2 separate regions of the Mus musculus genome follow, and region 2 is linked to region 1. Evidence: chromatin contacts called from public HiCAR-type data. All regions are on one chromosome and are shown on one strand. The core of a region is the stretch at or near the end of the contact, and the rest is flanking DNA. Distances in the headings are between cores, read along the strand shown. Region 1 holds the start of 6530411M01Rik (RIKEN cDNA 6530411M01 gene). Region 2 has its middle 42 kb from the start of Gm34972.

The links. HiCAR-type assays count read pairs that join an accessible place to other places.
Region 2: a contact with region 1 is called in a HiCAR-type map of astrocytes, with 13 times the contacts expected there. The contact joins the enhancer-like site here to the promoter of 6530411M01Rik in region 1. A contact is called at or near these places in 1 of 15 datasets of contacts at CTCF or cohesin (pro-B cells), 19 of 484 Hi-C or Micro-C datasets (Sertoli cells, cardiomyocytes, cerebellum and 10 more), 13 of 115 datasets of contacts at active chromatin or transcription factors (astrocytes, differentiating embryonic stem cells, embryonic forebrain and 6 more) and 1 of 9 other capture datasets (embryonic stem cells).

Annotation. Positions count from the first base shown.
Region 1 is chr17:9,166,303-9,170,296 of GRCm38.p6, forward strand. It overlaps 6530411M01Rik (RIKEN cDNA 6530411M01 gene), which reads right to left and starts at 1,720. Exons shown (of 3, transcript NR_027881.1): 1 at 985-1,720. It overlaps Gm52287 (a long non-coding RNA gene), which reads left to right. Exons shown (of 2, transcript XR_003952250.1): 2 at 1-3,573.
Region 2 is chr17:10,185,845-10,189,838 of GRCm38.p6, forward strand. No RefSeq gene overlaps it. Among named protein-coding and RNA genes, the nearest start is that of Gm34972, 42 kb to the left of the region's middle. Within about 2 kb of position 1,962, at least 28 of the 459 cell types and tissues checked have an H3K27ac peak or open chromatin away from gene starts, as enhancers often do. A contact at or near this core is called in Sertoli cells, astrocytes, forebrain and 3 more, where this site is marked.

The sequences.
Region 1 (3,994 bases), core at 470-2,969:
ATTAATAGCGGTTCAGCGCGTCAGTGTTTTATAGTCTGGGGACGGTCAAATTATTTGTTTATCTTTTGCTGCTGTGTTGTTTGGTTTTCAAACATGGTCTCAAATCTTAAAACAGACTAACCTGAAAGTTACTGGTCATCCAGGCTGACCTTTAACTGTGAGGCATTCACTTCTCTTAACTGGGTGAGTCCTGGAATTACCACGAGGCTTGTATCACCATGCTTACTCCATTCATTTTGTGAAAGCATTTTGATTATACATATACAACACACTCACACATACAGAACACACACATCTATATACATATATACACACATGTAAGTATGTGTATATATATTCATATACACATACACATATTAACCATTATGGTATTAATACAGGTGCTATCATTTCTACTGCTGAGAACGGAGCCCAGAAAAATATGAATATAGACCAATATTAAAATATAGATAAACTTATTATCCTTATATCTAAATATTATCTACACATACACATTCACACATGCACACTACTCCATAAGAAATGGCAGCCATTTAAAGGTAATATGTGAGATGCTTTATGAAAAAATATAGACACAGCCCATGCATCAACATTCCTCATACATGTATATGTACATAATCAAGGAGTTTACGTGAAAAATGCAAAATACAGAAAATACTGCTCTGGGTGGGTTTCATCTAGAATCCTTTTGCGTTCACACATTTCTCTAATTTCACATCGTATGATTCTGATAACAAAACAAAGGATAGACTCATTTCAGAAGCACCATTTTAGAAAAAGGTCATCTGCTCTGATAATTCTGTTCAGAAATGAACGGGGTCGGGGGTTTGGGGGTGTGGCCCACATGACACATTTCTAGGGCTCTTTTGTGCTTGATTTTGTCCCTCTGAGACAGCACAGTGGGCAGAGGAGCCCAAAGGGAACAGGCACAGCACACTCAGAGTTCCCCTCCCCCACTTTGCTCTCTGAAACTCTGCAGCCAACCTTATTGAATTCCTCGTAGCGATCCTGCCCAGTGCCCCGCTGTGGCCCAGCTGCTTTCCGGCACCCTCTCTGATAACAGAGAGAGGGCGCCCCACACCTGCTTCTGAGACTGGCTCCTTAGGGATGTTACTGTTGCCTCCTGGATCCTGTGCATGCTTGAGAAGGATCCCCGGAACGAGACATTATTATTTTCTCTTTTCTTCGCGGAAAAGAGGCTAAAAATAGGCACAGAAGCACCTTACAGCCTCCAGGCTAGTGGCTGGAAAGTCACCGTTCAGAGGTTAACGCGCCAGCATTAAGACAAAGTAAAGTAGCGAGCGCTCGCGATGTCACGGACTTGCAGAGTAAATAGGGGAGACAGGCTGCTCTGACGTGCTGAATTTATGAACTTTACTGTTCTGCTCCACCCAGAGCGCTCCCCTGCACTCATGGGATGCTGTTGCTGCATTTGCAAGCCACTGTCTCTTTCACCTCTGAGGCGCTGCATTTGCAAGCCACTGTCTTTCACCTCTGAGGCCTGGGAACCACAGCTCCCCTGGGGTCGCTCCTTGCATGGCTTCCGGAGCCTCCAGGGATCTTCAGGTCTCTCCAGGAACAATGCTGTGAGCCCGAAACTGCATTGTCTCAGCCGGATGTTTTGAGGAGGATCCAGGGCACGTTTGCCAGCTTCTAAACAGCATAGCACAACAGCCCCGCTTCTGTGAGTCTCTGCTTTGTGAATCTGCTTTCTGGACTTGTCCTTGCTCAGCACCCAAATTAGCTTAACAAGCTACGGAAATCTCAGCTCGACCTGGAGGCAGCAGTGGCAAGACAGAAACAGAGCTCCGAATCAATTGGCCAGAGGCGTGGGGGGTGGGGGAAGACAAAAGAAACATTGTGTCAAATTTATTTTCTGTACTCTTGGGATTGCAAGGAGAGCCTGAAAATGCTCACAGCGAGAGTGACTAGGGCCGGCTTGGATTTTTAGCTAAAATAAACCATATTCATGTCAAACTGCAAAGGGCACATTGGTTTACCGCGCGAGGGCAAAGAAGACAAACGGCGAAGTAGCGGCATCAAATAATGATCTGAAATTTACCACGGGTTCGCTCGGTACATCCTTCCCTAACTCGTGTATATTTCATTTAAATGTATCCATCAGTTTAAATAGGGCACTAGGTCCGTCCCGCCCTCCACCTGTGCTCTCAATGTTTCTCTGCGTGTCTGCCAGTTTGTGGGATGCCTGCAGCTAAGATGAATCAGAATACAAAGAGAGGGCTGACAGGTTCGTGTATGCCCAAGGTGAGCTGTGACCTAAAATGAGACTAGTTCTAAGGAAAGATGGATCACATGTGTCATGCATGCTGGACCAGCAGATGGCAGCAGAGCTCTGGGCTCCCACCACAGTGAAACTCCGTTCCCTCATCAGAGTGGTCCTATGTGCCCTCTGTGTCACTGACCCCAGAACAACATCTTTGATTTATAATCATACATGACTAGCATCTATCCCTTTTACTACAAATCTATGACATTAATTCAGAGGTCACCATTCTCTGAATGGGACATCCTGCTTACATAAAAAAGAAAAATAAAGTTTAAAGGCGTGGGGGAAATCACAGAACAAAATAGGGGGTATGTGTGTTTCCCCCGTCTTTGAGCTTCTTAGTCTATATTACCCCACAACCAAAACACAATATGTTGGTTGAAAGTGTTTTTTTTGCAACTAGTTCCTAGCATGAGGAAGCATAAGCCTTTAATTTCATCATCTGGGAAACAGAGACAGGAAGATGTCTGTGAGCTCAAGGCCAGCCTGGTTTGCATAATGAGTTCTGGGTCAGCCAGGTACAAAATGAGACCCTGTCTAACAACAAACAAACAAACAAACAACTCTTGCTTGGTTGACCATTCACAATCTCCCCATATTTAATAAAAATTTACCCCCAGAACTATTTTGAAATACCCTCTAACATAATATGATTAGAGATAGTGCCCAGAGCCAAATTTCACTTTGTCCTTAAAACCGCAGTCAGAGATTCTCCAGGTCTTCCCAGCTGTATTTTAATGGTTTAATGATTTTTCAAAGTAGAGGAGTTTGGGAAATTATAGGATTTAACAAATTGATGGCAGTTGGCCTTGTACAGGTTTAATTAAATTAGGGTTTAATTGACGAGATGGAAAGGGGTGGTGGGATTTTTCTCATCAGCATTCCGGGAGCATCAATGAAGATCTGCCTTGCCAGAAAGAGTGTCATAACCTCCCGAGACACTAGATGGTGCTGCAGAGTCACTATGGAATTTCTATTACCGGTTTTTAAGACTCTTTGATCCTACGTTATTATTTTTTTTCCTGCTTTCTGAAGAGCTTGCATCAGAAAACACACCAAAAAAGAGCAGATATTTTTAAAAACGCAGTATTGTCAATGGAATCGTGGAAATTGACGCCCGAGAAAGACGAGATAGGCATGCTTCTGCGTGTTTAAATTTAGATTCCATATTTAGATTAATCTTCAACCAAGTATAACAGTCTAAAGAGTCCTGGAAATACTTAATGGCCTTTTGCTGTGGCATTAATGAATTGCATGAAATTGAAATAAGATTTGCTTGGACGCTACCATCCGGTGGAAGAAGGCGCAGTTTGTCCTAAATAGATGTTGAACGCATTTCACCAGTGTGGTCTGCTGTGGAATATGCTGGGTGTGTGTGCCTCGTCATCCCCCTTTAATGGACAAACAGATCCTAGTGCAAAGCAAGGGGTTTAAAGCCAGATGCACAGCTCTGCGCCAATGCACACATGGACCAGGTTTCCTCTGTCATTCACTCCCTTGACTTGACATATAGACTATTTTAAAAGTGTGCCTATGCCTGGCTGTAACCGAGTAGTTGAGACAGCCCTCCCTACGCCTGTATTAAGCAATGAAGTGGGAGGCAATAGATGAGGAATGTGATTGAGACTGGCTGACTTTTTATAGGAAATTTCCTGTGTCTATTTACAGAGACATTATCAGTGAGAAAGAGGTTCTTCCCAATAAATT
Region 2 (3,994 bases), core at 712-3,211, 1.0 Mb after region 1:
GAAGCATGCCCTCCAATTAAGTGTTTTTCTTTTATGAGTTGCCTTAATTATGGTGTCTGTTCACACCATGAAGAGTGACTGGGACAGTATGCATGGCAGAGGAAGGACTATGGGAGGATCCAGGCCATATGTTGCAAGGAAGGAGGTGGTAATAGCCTGCACTGAGCAGAACAGGTCAGCAGCATCTATAGCAGCAGCAGCCACCGCCACCTGAGACATTAAAGCCAGTCACAGAGAGAAGGGTTTGGTTTTACATTCTTATTCTTGTATTGCATTTGGTTTATCAAAGAACATTTTGTGAAACCCAGCAGGAAGCTGCAGTCCTGCCTGGCACCCTCCTCCAAGGCACCCTTTAGGCAGAGACCGGAGTTATGCCATCCTGATATGGATGTCCACCTGTAATTAGTGTCTGCCAGGCCGATGGTGCGCATGCATCATGGCTGTCAACTCTTCTTAGATGTCAGGAGCTAAGGGTCACGTGTGCTCTAGGACTGACTGAATTGTAGGGAAGTTTCATCTTTGTTCAATGTAGACAATCTGACTAACTTGACAACCTGAAGCAGGCTAATATTAGAGAGACAGATCCAGAGAGTTCGGCCTTCCTTTCATCCAGAGGAGGTACATGGCAAAGCATCTTGGGAAGTGATTGTTTGGAGCCCAGCTTCTTTTTGGCATCTCTAGCCTCATCAGTGCTGATAATGACCACATGTTCAGAGGTGGAGAGGAGCCCATGGGATAGAGTTGGGCCTTCAGGATAGTTTGAATGGAGGCTGTAGGAACCAACAAGCAGGAGTGTAAAGACAATCGGGGTGTGTGTGCGTGTGTGTGTGTGTGTGTGTGTGTGTGTGTGTGTGTGTGTGTGTAGGGGATATACACAATCTTCATAATGCTGTGGTGTTTCACAGTGCCATGTCACAGGGAGGAGCTGGCCCAAGTAAGTCTCTTGAGCACCTTCAATCTAACACTCATCCATTCTAGACTTCAGAAAGAGCCAAACGAGTAGACAGGACCGGTGACAAGTTGGCTGCAAATGAGACAGTTCTTTGGAGGTGGGGCACAGAGACAGTATGATCTATATGCTTTTAACCAAATATGCTTTCTGCAAAGTGTGTGGCTGGACACAAGTATGGATGAGTAGGAGACCGCCCTCCCGGCAGGCATACCCAAGGCTGTGATCACTCAGTCTCTGCTTCAGTGTCACTCAACTGTGGAAGCATTTATATGAGCAGAGCAATAAAAAAGGGAAAGGGATGGAGAGGAAGAGAGACCTATAAAGATGATTAAGCTTGTTAAAATAAAGGCCGTTAATGGAATAAATGGCATTAGCACTAAGTGCAAATTGACAACATCTTTCTCAGGTCGAGAGAGTTGCTGGAATGATAATTCCACTATTGATTATATTTAATTATTAACGTTTCCCCTGCCCCCACCACCACCAAATGAAATGCAAACTAGTTTTCTGGATGACAGACTGCTATTAACTAATGCAGCTAAATAATCTTAATGACTATCATGCATGAAGAGAGAAATATTATTTGGCTCTTTATATTCAAACAATGAGAAAACTGTGACAAAACATGGTTTATATGAATGCATTAAAACATAAGACTGAAGCTCCAGAGAGAAAAATTCTACAACCTGAGCGTGACAACAAGCATGTGTGGAAGGCTGCTGCACACAGGTTCAAGGCACAAACTCCACCGGGTCCCCATTTCTGGTCTCTCCTCCCTCAGCCCCTCTCGCCTGTGTCTCAGGCTTTTGGGCAGGGAGGGAGGGGGCCCTAACTCACAGGAAGAATTGAGTGCTTAAGGGCTAAACTACAACCAGTCCCAAGGGGGTGTGCATTTTAAGGAAAAAGAAAACCTTGAAAGGAAAGTATACAAAGTATCTATCCCAGAACAAAGAGAACAGAGCACCAGGAGCCAGAGAGCCACTTGGAGTTGGCAGAGTGGAAAATCACTGGAGGTTAGCAGAGTTCCTTTGCCTCCTACAGTAGGCCATTGTCACTGGGACCTAGGAACAGGAGCCACATCTCTGCCTACAAGTTCAACCCACAAAGACATTGCTGTACTCATGTTAGCTCATGCCAGTGTAAAATGACCCTGATCTGGGCAAACAAGAGGCTTGAGGCCAAGACTGAACCCCTATGATTCCTTATTCCGTGGTCTACCAAAAATGCATTTTAAAGCTTAACCGAGAATATTTTGATTGGAGGCAGTCTTGGACCAATCACACAGACGGTCTAGAACCTCATGTTTGAGGCTAGACAAACAGCTCAGCAATTAAAAGAATTAACTGATCTTCCATAGGCCCCTGGTTCAATCCCAGGCAACCCGTGTGGGTGTGGTGGCTCACAGCAATTTGTAACTCCACTTCCAAAGCATCCAATGTCCTCTTCTGGCCTCATGTGAGCACAGCACACATGTGGCACTCAGGCATACATACAAGCAGGCAAACACCCATACATGTACAGTAACTTTAAAAATAAATGAATTGCATGTTCTGTCTTCTAAATAACTGTGGGAGTCCTTACCGTTCGTTTTCTTCAAACCTATGTGTTAGTGACTTCTGCCAGATCCAGCTCTGGCTGCAAACTCTGAGATGATGCCTGTTTCTCTAACTTTACTCAATTAGTTCCCTCAGCGTTTACCTGGTCTCACAGCCACACTCCACTAAGGAAATACAGGCAAGTGCCTGGTGGCAGGTGCCTCCTGCCTGCCTAGCCTGGCATTTATGCATCAATTCTCAGAGGCAGGTCCCTCTTCAGACTCTGGCTCGATGTGTCATTAATGTGTTTTCTCTAAGTAGCTCTGCAGGGAGTGCTGGGAGCCCAGGCTGCCAGCCCTCAGTTTGGGCCAAGCCCCTGCAAGAACAAACTGCCAGTGAGGCCCAGAGAAAACAGCAGAAGTTTTCTGGCTCCTGCTGAAATGCTGGCAGATAGAGAGCTGCTAGAATATGGCCCAGAAGCCTCAAAGGCAAAGGCCACTGGAGATCCATGCTCGTGTGCCCACCTATCCAGACTCCTCCCAGCCTAAACCATGAGCATCTTTATCTGGGATACATTCTGGGCTGGGACTGAAGGCAAGGAGGGAAGGGAACTGTGATCAGTGACAACCAGCTGGCATAGGTTTCCTTGAACCTCTGAAGGATCTCATGCGCTGTGGCCCTTCAGAGGATAAAAGACAGCAGACAGGAGAACTCTAATTTCTCATTCTTTGTATGATTGTTCATCAGAAGGGAAACAGAGGCTCTCTTTTCATCCAGCTTCATGCATTCATGCATGCAAGATCTTGTGCTTGCTTTTTGGGAAAAGTGATATAAGCCCTATGTAAGAAAGCACCTTCCAGTTGACTGTGGGTCCACAGGGTTGCACACACCAGCTAGGAGATGTTTGTACATGGGGCTCTGACCAGATCAAATTAACAAGCATTCATGTGGATCTGTGGGCAGAAGCACTGACATTTGTATGATGCTCATAGAGCCATGATCATAGACACACACAGGCTGCAAGCACAGCCACAAACATGTGGCCCAAGGTGGCCCACAGTTCCTCAGCCCCTTCTTCTGCTCCCAAAACATAGTTCCTCACTGTCACCCTCCCTGTTGGCAGCAGGATCTCCACAGAGGTTGCCTGTCCATCTCCGCACCAGTGGATTGGACAATGAACTGACGTTTTCTAAGCAGCCTCTGCTCCACCCTTGATTAGACACTATCTTTAATTAAAACGCCTCATCAGAACTCAGAGCCAATTTCATCCTGGCTTTCCTAAGTGCTCTGTACAAAACATTAACTCTGGAATCTCATTACACACTTTCAACCCCTGTGACAAACATAAATGATAATTCAGCTCTAATGCCTTCTTGAGCAAGCCACATTTTCAGAGGCTCATGGATAATAGGAACACACTGAGGGGAGCATCTCTCTCTTCTCTCTCTCTCTCTCTCTCTCTCTCTCTCTCTCTCTCTCTCTCTCTCTCTCTCTCTCTCAGCTGGTG